Linked DNA regions of Gossypium hirsutum: region 1 is linked to region 2. Evidence: chromatin contacts called from public Hi-C data. All regions are on one chromosome and are shown on one strand. The core of a region is the stretch at or near the end of the contact, and the rest is flanking DNA. Distances in the headings are between cores, read along the strand shown.

Region 1 (4,403 bases), core at 1,342-3,841, 130 kb before region 2:
AGCATTAGAAGAATCAACATGTTTAAACATATTTGCACTACGGTTAGCTCTTGATCTGGTACTACCATCATTATATTGGTCTACAACAGTACTCAGCTTTGTATGGTTGTCACTTGCAGTGGCCTTTATTCCACAACTTTCATCAGTGATATCACAAGGCTTAATCAACTCCTTAAGATCATGAGTAAGGCAGGCCACCTGCATTGATTTGCAAATGCCATCATCAGTGCTGCTGTCAGGATTGCTATCCAACTTTAAATGTTTATTCTCGAAGTTTTGCTGTTGGCTATGACTTCTGGATCTTTTCAATCTTCCTTGACAAACATTCTTTTCGTTACTTTGGGGATCATTTGCTTCCTTGGAACCACAACTTCGAGCCGAGATAGCAGAAGGCTTTATTGATTCCAGTAATTCATCAACAACATTGTGCTGACCATCACACTTTGCAACATCAGAAATTTTGCCAGCACATGAAAACCCATTAAGAGACTTGGGAGGTTGGGCAGAATGTCTAACTCTTTTGATGCTAACAGAGTGAATGCTTTTGCCTCTTTCCTTGCCCTGGCATTGACCTCTTTCTTCCTTTTCTACTATACAAGTTACAACATCAACTGGTTTGACAAATTGCAATAACTTATCAGCAGCATCATGCTGTAATCCTGATTTGTTAATGGATTCTGTAAGCACAGCACCATCCTGCTTTGCAACAGAAAAACTCTTGCCTGCACCTGGCGGACTATAATCAGATTTTGGAGGTTGAACAGAACTTCTTGACCTTGTGAGTCTACCAGAGTAGATATCTTCACCCTTTGCCTTGCTCTGGAGTTGACCTTCAGTTTTCACTCCTAAACTTCCAGCATGAACAGGTCCCACAAATTTTGATTCCAATAACTCTTGAAAAACACCAAGCTGTTGTCTTGATTCACTGATGGAGTCTGTAAGTACCACATCATCCTGCTTAGCAACAGAAGAAGTGTTTCCTGCACCTGAAAGCCCACTCATGGACTTTGAAGGTTGAACTGAACCTCTTGATCTAGTTACCCTACCAGAATAAACATTTTCACTCCTTCCCTTGCTCCTGCATTGCCCTCTCTCTACCTTTTCCACCTCATGAGTCACAACAATATCACTAGATCTAATCAATTCCAACTTATCCACAACATCTGACTGTAAAGAAGCAAATTCGGACCCTTTGTTTTGATTATTGGAAGAATTACCATTCTTCTCACAGCTTTCATTGTTTTTACATGCTTTTGCACTGTTTCGATGCTCCAAAGCCCGTTGCCTAGACTTAGATCTCTGGATTCTTGCCAGTGATGAACAATGATCAGGACAAACATCTGACATCATTCCATCTCTACAATCTTGAGGAGGAGAAGTAACACTAGGGTCCAGCTCATCAACTTTACCAGGAAGGCACTGATCTAAGCCTTCATTTGAAGCATCAATTCGGGAGCATAAAATATGGGGTAACTGAACGTTATCAGTTGTAACAACTGGCTGTTGATACAGAGAACAGTAAGGAATTGAAGCCTGTGAATGTGGAAGTAGGAGTCCTGAGATAAGATCTTCCTTATTCAACTCTGTAATTAAAAAGTAGACACTACCTTGTTTAAAAATCCAATAAATTAGCTGTTTACGGATCATAGACACAATTTAGAACACTTGCGATATTTAGTTACAAAATTGAAATGCAATCAAGAATTCTAAAGGAAAGGGCTTTTCTATCTTTCAAGAGGCAAATTTTCAATGGTTAATTCAAGTTTACGTACTTGAAAGTAGGGAAAAAAAAACTTTTTTCTCTTAAAAGAAGTTCAATACTTTGAAAAATTCCTGCAAACATTTTCTAGTAAAAAAAAAGAAATAAGCATTACAAACAAAACTATTAATGTAATTAAAAGGTAAACTCATGACATACTGATAACGTAGTATTTAGTGGAATTTTGCTTCTAATAGAAATTTAAAAAAGGAATATTAAGAAAAAATAAGGACGCCATTGTTAAAGAGCACTTCACATCGATTATGCGTAATAAGACTACATTTAAGAAAAGAAAAAAAAAACAGAAAGAACCAGAAAAAGAAGAAGAAATTCGACGATTCCAACGGAGAAAAATGAAATGTACGCATTAATTAGGAAACTGAGACCATATTATTTTAGATAATTTTGAAATAAAGTAAAAATGCACTTAAGTAAAATTTCAAGAAAAAGGAAAAATGAGAAACATAAAGCTGAAGAAAAAAGAGATTACTGGAAGTAGAAGAGGAGAGGAGCCAAGGAGGTGGAACAAAGCCATCGATGAGACACTTGGAGGCGAGTTGATGATCGAAGAAAAGGATTTGCTGCTTCACGTGGTCGATTATTCGATTCTTCCTCTCGAAGATCTGAACCAACACTTTCTCAATTGTCGACATTTCTCTTCTTCTTCTTCTTCAATAGCAACGAGTTTCAGTTTCCATTTACGGCGAACAAAATTAAAGAAAAAGAAAATGGAATTTTTTAATTGACTATGAGAGATCGAGAGAGATACAGACCAAAGGATGATGGATCCAAAGAAGGAAAGAAAGAAAGAGGAGATAAAGCGCGGTTCTAGAATTTGAAATTCAGAGGGTGAATCTGATAATTTCTTGACTGTTCGATGGCAAAATAGGTATTTAGCTATAACCGAACGACGTCGCTTGAGGGTAATCCACGTCAAGCAGGCTAGGTGATCATCAAAATATATATCCTCCGTATACCTCAATTAAACTATCACTAATTTTAAAATTTATTCCTTCAAACAAGTTTAACACAAGACAAAAATAATAAATACGCTAACAATATTAAATTGAAAATATAGTAAAAAAACAAATATTCATGATAAAAACTAAATTAAAATCATACATGTCGCTTATATATATATATAACAATTACAATACTAATGGTAACACAACATAATTTAATAGCGATAAAAAAATCACAAAATTGTTATATTATATCTCGAATTATATTTTAATTTTTTATTAAAAATAATAAATTAACTCATATATGTTAGTTAAGTGAGTAAAACAATCCATCTGTTAATATTTAGTGTTTATATATAATGTATAATAATAAATTTAGTATTTAACTTTTACATATTTATTCAATTTGACCCTCAACCTTTACACATATATAAGGTATTGTTATTTTTTTATTAAGGGTCAAATTGAATAAATGTGTAAAAATTGAAGGTAAATTTGTTATTATACCTTATATATAAGTATCAAATTTTAATAGAGAGTTATTTTACTCAATCATCTAACTTACAAGAGTTAATTTACTCATTTCTTGACTAAATGAGCTAAAATGTAATTCTATGGCATACATTTTATAATACTTTTACCAAGCAAAGTCAATAACTAATTGCAACATCAATCCTAAAGTTATCAACAACGGAAAAAAGATTGATTTATGATAAATGAATTGAAGACTTAAAAAAAGCAAATAGTAACGGGGTAGCAACAGGCTTAATCTGAAAGGAACAAAATGATAGTAGAAAAAATAGTATACAAGGTTTTGGGCTTTTGTCTTTTTTGTACTTAATTATTTGGCCCATAGATATATTATTAAAGGATAAATATTAAAATTATAAATGAACCTTAATATATTAAAGTTGATTTTGTGCAATTATACATATTAAACTTTGATTTGAGTTCAAATATATGTATAAACTTTTGATTTTAATTCAACTGTACACATTTAAAGAAATAAATACATAAATTTACTTTTATATTATAGATAAGTATGATTACTTGTGTATATAATATATGTAAATGTAAAATAGTATTATATCAATAATGATGCCAGTTATTTTTAAAAACTGAATCAAATCAAAATGTTAAGTATAACATTATAAATTGAACCAAAGTTCATGTCAGGGGCATAGTTAGGGGGCTGGCAAGGGCCTTGACGCCCTTAAAATGAAAAATTTTTCATTTAAGTCTTTTAAAAATTTTAATTAGTAAAAGTAAAATTACATTTTGGCCCTCAAAAAATGATAAAATTTTGATTTAATCTTTTAAAATTATAAAGATATAAGCTATTAAAATGATGAAATTACATTTTTAGCATCGTAAAAGTTACAATTTAATTTTGACCCCTCTAAATTTTTTTTTGACTTTACCCCTGATTCATGTGCAGTTTTAAAATTTATCCATATTATTAATTTCAGTTAATTACTTGTTTTTAAACTGAATTTATTTATAACCAAAATTTTATGATAAAATTAAATCCGATGGTGGGAAGATTAATTGAAGTAATTGAGATTAATTTGATTTTAATAGGAGTAGGCACGCCAGCCATTAGACCTAACCTTTAATTATCTGAATCAAAAGGCAAAAGGTGATGAACTAATAAACTTGAAAAGGACCTGACTCGGCCAAGG
Region 2 (4,729 bases), core at 1,957-4,456:
TCCAACTGCGTTAGATCTGTTAAGTATGGTTTAATGAACACTACTATGTCCTGCACATTGTCTTCAACACCTTCATGCATAAGTTTAATTATGTTGAACCATAGTGCCCAAAAAGTTATAGCAATGTTGGCATAATCTTGTGGAATTTTATTTCCAAGTTCTATTACTAACCATAGCTCTCACTCTTGCTCTGTATTGTGCATAAGAAAGTTATCCCAATCTCTTGGAGAACCTGCTTAGTCAGATTGCAATCATGGAAGCAATGTGCCACAGTTTCCTCTCCCTCGAAGCAAACTCTTAATTTTCTAACCTTCAAGTTGCTTAGAGTAGGAATAAAATTGTATGTAATTTTCCATAGGTTTATTTTTATTTTACTGGGTATTTTTAAGCTCCAAATAAATGTAAAGTATTTCTTTGTATCTCCGGCCTATATTGTATCATTATTCCCCAACAATCCTTGTTCTTCTGTTACTAGCCACCTGTACCCATTTTTGGCTGTGTAAACTCCAAAGCTACCACCTCTCCATACAAATTCGTTTGTCTGTAAAGTGTTCACTAAAGGAACAGATCGTATCTTTCCTGCTTGCTCATCACTGAATAAATTGTTGATATCTTCGACCTTCCAGTTAAATGTTTCTTTATGAATTAAGTCCGAAACTGTTGTGTAGTTTATGTTTATGTTTTGACACTCTATTCTTCCCTTTCCAGGTTTCGACAACAATGCGTCATTCCAGATGTTCACTAGTTCCCCATTCCCCATTCTCCATCTTATTCCTTTTTCCAAAAGGCTACGAGCTCCCCAATTGCTGTGCCAAGTAAATAAAGGGTAAGACCCCAACCTTGCACTCATAAAATCTCTTTGTGAGTAATATTTTGCTTTCATCACTTGTGCAACAATATTGTCTGGATTGGTAATTAGCTTTCACCCATGTTTTACCGAGAAGACTATATTAAATTTTGAAAAATCTCTAAACTCAATCCCACCTTGCATTTTTGGGGTGCACATATCCCTCCAACTACTTCAATGTATACCTCTGTTAGTTTTTTGATTTCGCCACCAAAATTTGCACATTATATTTTCTAACTCGTGGCATAAAGAGACTAGTAATAAGAAACATTGCATCGTATAAACCGGTAAAGCTTGAAAAATAGACTTAATAAAAATCTTTTCTCCACCCATTAATAAATTGCAAATACCCCTGCTTTTTATTTTCTATAAAAAAATTTCTTTTAATTCAACAAAAGCATTCTTTTTTCTTCTTCCAACTACTGTAGGCAAACCTAATTATTTTTCCAGATTATTTGCAATTTGAACCCCCAATATATTTCCTAATTGATTCTTATACCCATTATTCACGTTGCTACTAAAGAAAACTAGTGATTTATCAAAGTTCACTAATTGACATGATATGCTCTCATATTTGTCCACTAATGTCTTCATTGTCGTTACGCTTTTTACTGATGCCTCACCAAAAAGGATATTGTCATTTGCAAAAAGTAAGTGATTAATTGATATATTCCCTCTTCCTAATCTTATTCCCTCGATATTTTTATCCTTCTTAGAAATATTAACTTCGAGAAGCCTTCTGTGCAGATAATAAAAAGGAAGGACTTAGGGGGTCTCCTTGTCTTAGTCCTCTAGTGGCCTTAAAATTAGTACCTTGAACGTCATTTAGCACCACTAAATAGGACGTACTTTTTATACATCTCATAACCAGCGATATCCAGCCTTTACAAAAACCTAGAAAGCTCATCATATTTTCCACAAATTCCCATTCTACCTCATCATAGGTTTTGCTCATATCTAATTTTAGGGAAAATGCCCCTATCCTACCTTTTTTTTTTCCTTGTATACGAATGTAGAATTTCATAAGCCATTAGAATTTTGTCTGTTATTTTTCGTCCGAGTACAAATGTTCCTTGTGCTTCATCAATACAAATATTAAGAATTTTGTCTGTTTTTTCCTCTATCGTCCCCATTCATTTTAACTCTCACCTCCTTTGGTTCCTCTATCAACCATTGGCTCAACAATGGTTCTGCCCTTTTGGGTGGAGCTCTCAAAGTGATATCCCATCCAAACTCCATCTCTGTTGTCGCCATCGTTAATCAGATTGGGCAAAAGCTTTCTCTATACGTTAGCCCTCCATAAAGAAAACAAAATAACGATAGCTTCTTATACTGAAACGTCGCGTATGTAGATTTATCCTAGCCATACACAATACGTTTCTTCCTTTTTAGTGGGGATCGCACATCCAAACGTACTCGAACCCTCATGTATTTCTTGGGTCCTTTAGTTGTAAGCACCACATCATATTCTAGAAAAACCCTTATAAAATCCCCCAATTGTTTGGCCATACCTTTTGAAATGTATCCCTTAAGTAGATTATGGATTTGTACCCAAATGTTTGTACATAAAGGTGGAACTTAAATCGGAGCTTCCCTTATAACTAAACTGTGGAAAATTATTAAGTGTCTAAAAACCAATGTAAACCATCAACTACCCTTTTTATATCAATCTCATTATAGAACCGGAATAAGATTCTTTTGTCTTTAATTTCTGTAATTGTAACTCCTTCAATCGGGTGCCATAGTTCTGCTAACACATACTTCATAGACGGAAAGTGTACTGCACTTTCAATTAATACTCTCCTTACCAGACAGAAGTTGAACTCGTCTTCAACTTCATCTTCTTCTTGCCTATATGTTGAATCTTTTTCTTCATTAGCAAGATTTAAATTTGCTAATTCATCCTCCATTCTTTCTGTTTTGCGCCTTGCAAAATTAATTGTCGTTGTTTTTTCCTTGTCCAGATCCCTAAATTTATTAGAAAAGACAGAGGGAACCTCTCCAATGAATCAGTGATGATATGCAATTGGAGGAGGCTTACTATTGTGACTACTTTTTCTTCATAGAAACCCTAGGTTTTTGGCTAAAATGGAGACAAAATCTCCAACAAAACTGTGAGTACAGCAGAAAAAAAGAAAGAAAATAACGTGCTACTTTGGCAGACTCTTAACTTTTCTATTAAATTAGTTTATTTTTTTTGACGTAAATACTGAGAGATTTATTGGAAATAAAAAATAAAGAGTCAAATACAAAAAAACCAAACAAATGATAAAACTAATAAACCACCCTTAGCTGTAAAGCACTACAGAGAAAAAAAATAACTCTCGGCAAAACTTAGTGGGAAAGATGGAACGAAAAATCAATGCCCACTTCTATCTCAGTAGCAGATCAATAAAAACCCAAAAATTTCTCCAGCCAAAAACCCCATACAGAGCACCCTTCAAAACTGAGAAGCCATGCCCGCAAGATCTTTGGCCAAGTAAACTTCTGCCACTGCTGGTAAGTCCTCGACCTAGAAACTATCTTCCGAAATCAACATCCTCTCTTTTGCTAACATATGAACAACCGTGTTCGCTCATCTGTCAACATGCTGAAAGGAAATACACTAAAAAGAACTTACTTTTATCTTTATTTCTTTGATGTAAGTCCCCATGTCTGAAAAATCTGGAAGAACTTGGTTTATTTTAACAATCGTAGTTCTAGAATTACCCTCCATTTGTACATGAGTAAAACCCATATCCCTAGCGAAATCCAGAGCCTAAAGGCAGACTATAGCCTCAGCAGTGAACGAATCCGAGACAAACTTATTAAAAATGGTTCTGCATCCCATCACCTAACCCCTAGAATTTTTGATAATAAAACTAGAAGATGACCGATGAAGAGTTATTTTGAATGCAGCATCGAAATTTACCTTAACAAAAGGTTCTTGAGGAGGCATCCAAATGAGATTCATTTTGTTCACTGGAGCAGGTATTCTCTCTTTCAACTCACGCATCTCCTTTATAACACTGAAAGTAAGAAAGCAAATATCTTGGGCTGATTGTCGATTTCCCTCCATTGTACGTTTATTTCGGGCTTGCTAGAGTGCCCAGGCCGTGGTTGTAGCAATTTCACGAAAATCATGCCTTCTATCTTGAAAAACCAAGTTAAGCCAGGTACAAAAATCCATACTCTCATTGAAATTTGACCAGTCAACCCCCATTGATTGCCAAACATCTTTCGTAGGTCCACAAACCAGGAGAGTATGCATGAAATTCTCCGAGGCTTCACCACAGTTGGGGCAACTTGGGGAAGAGCTAATACGTCTATTGTATAGATTAACAGCAGTAGGAATATAATCTTTTGTAAATCACCAAACAATGATATGATCTTTAGGGGAAGATTTAATTCCCAAATTTTTTTGTAAACTCCTGATGAGTCAGTATTCATAGCGTCTTCAACCCGCGAACCAACAAGACAGCGATACCCATTATGAATCGTATACCTGTCGGAGTTATCAGCAAACCACACCATTCTATCTTCATAGTTGTAAATCGAAAGAAGAATGCAACAGATTGCAATAGCTTCCAAAGGGGTAAAACACCAACTAATTAAATCCACTTTCCAGGACTTAGTAGAATAATCAATAAGCTCTGACACTCTGTCAAACCCGTTGTTTGCAGAAGTAGCCTGAATTTTTCCCCCTGCCCAATGGGGTAACCAATAATCTTGCAAAACTGAGATTTGGGAACCTGATCCCACTTTCCAGCCCAAACCATTTTCTAAAACCTTTCTGGCCGCAAAAATACTCTTCCAAGTATACAACAGATTGGTGCCTAAAGTGGCATTCCAAAACGAGGTATGGGGATAGTACTTAGCTTTATAAATATGTCCCAATAAAGA

Evidence for each region. A called contact is a pair of places that touch in the nucleus more often than the background predicts.
Region 1: a Hi-C map of leaf shows a contact between it and region 2, with 2.1 times the contacts expected there. The contact joins the promoter of LOC107952991 here to the enhancer-like site in region 2. A contact is called at or near these places in 3 of 34 Hi-C or Micro-C datasets (all in leaf).

Annotation. Positions count from the first base shown.
Region 1 is chrA01:14,076,801-14,081,203 of Gossypium_hirsutum_v2.1, reverse strand. It overlaps LOC107952991, which reads right to left and starts at 2,591. Exons shown (of 11, transcript XM_041076651.1): 1 at 2,250-2,591; 2 at 1-1,583. The coding sequence starts at 2,412.
Region 2 is chrA01:13,946,993-13,951,721 of Gossypium_hirsutum_v2.1, reverse strand. LOC107931524 (a long non-coding RNA gene) reads left to right here. Exons shown (of 6, transcript XR_005901180.1): 2 at 709-826; 3 at 2,812-3,346; 4 at 3,746-3,817; 5 at 3,931-4,002; 6 at 4,073-4,254. Among protein-coding and RNA genes, the nearest start is that of LOC107931524, 3.1 kb to the left of the region's middle. Within about 2 kb of position 3,206, at least 7 of the 9 cell types and tissues checked have an H3K27ac peak or open chromatin away from gene starts, as enhancers often do. A contact at or near this core is called in leaf, where this site is marked.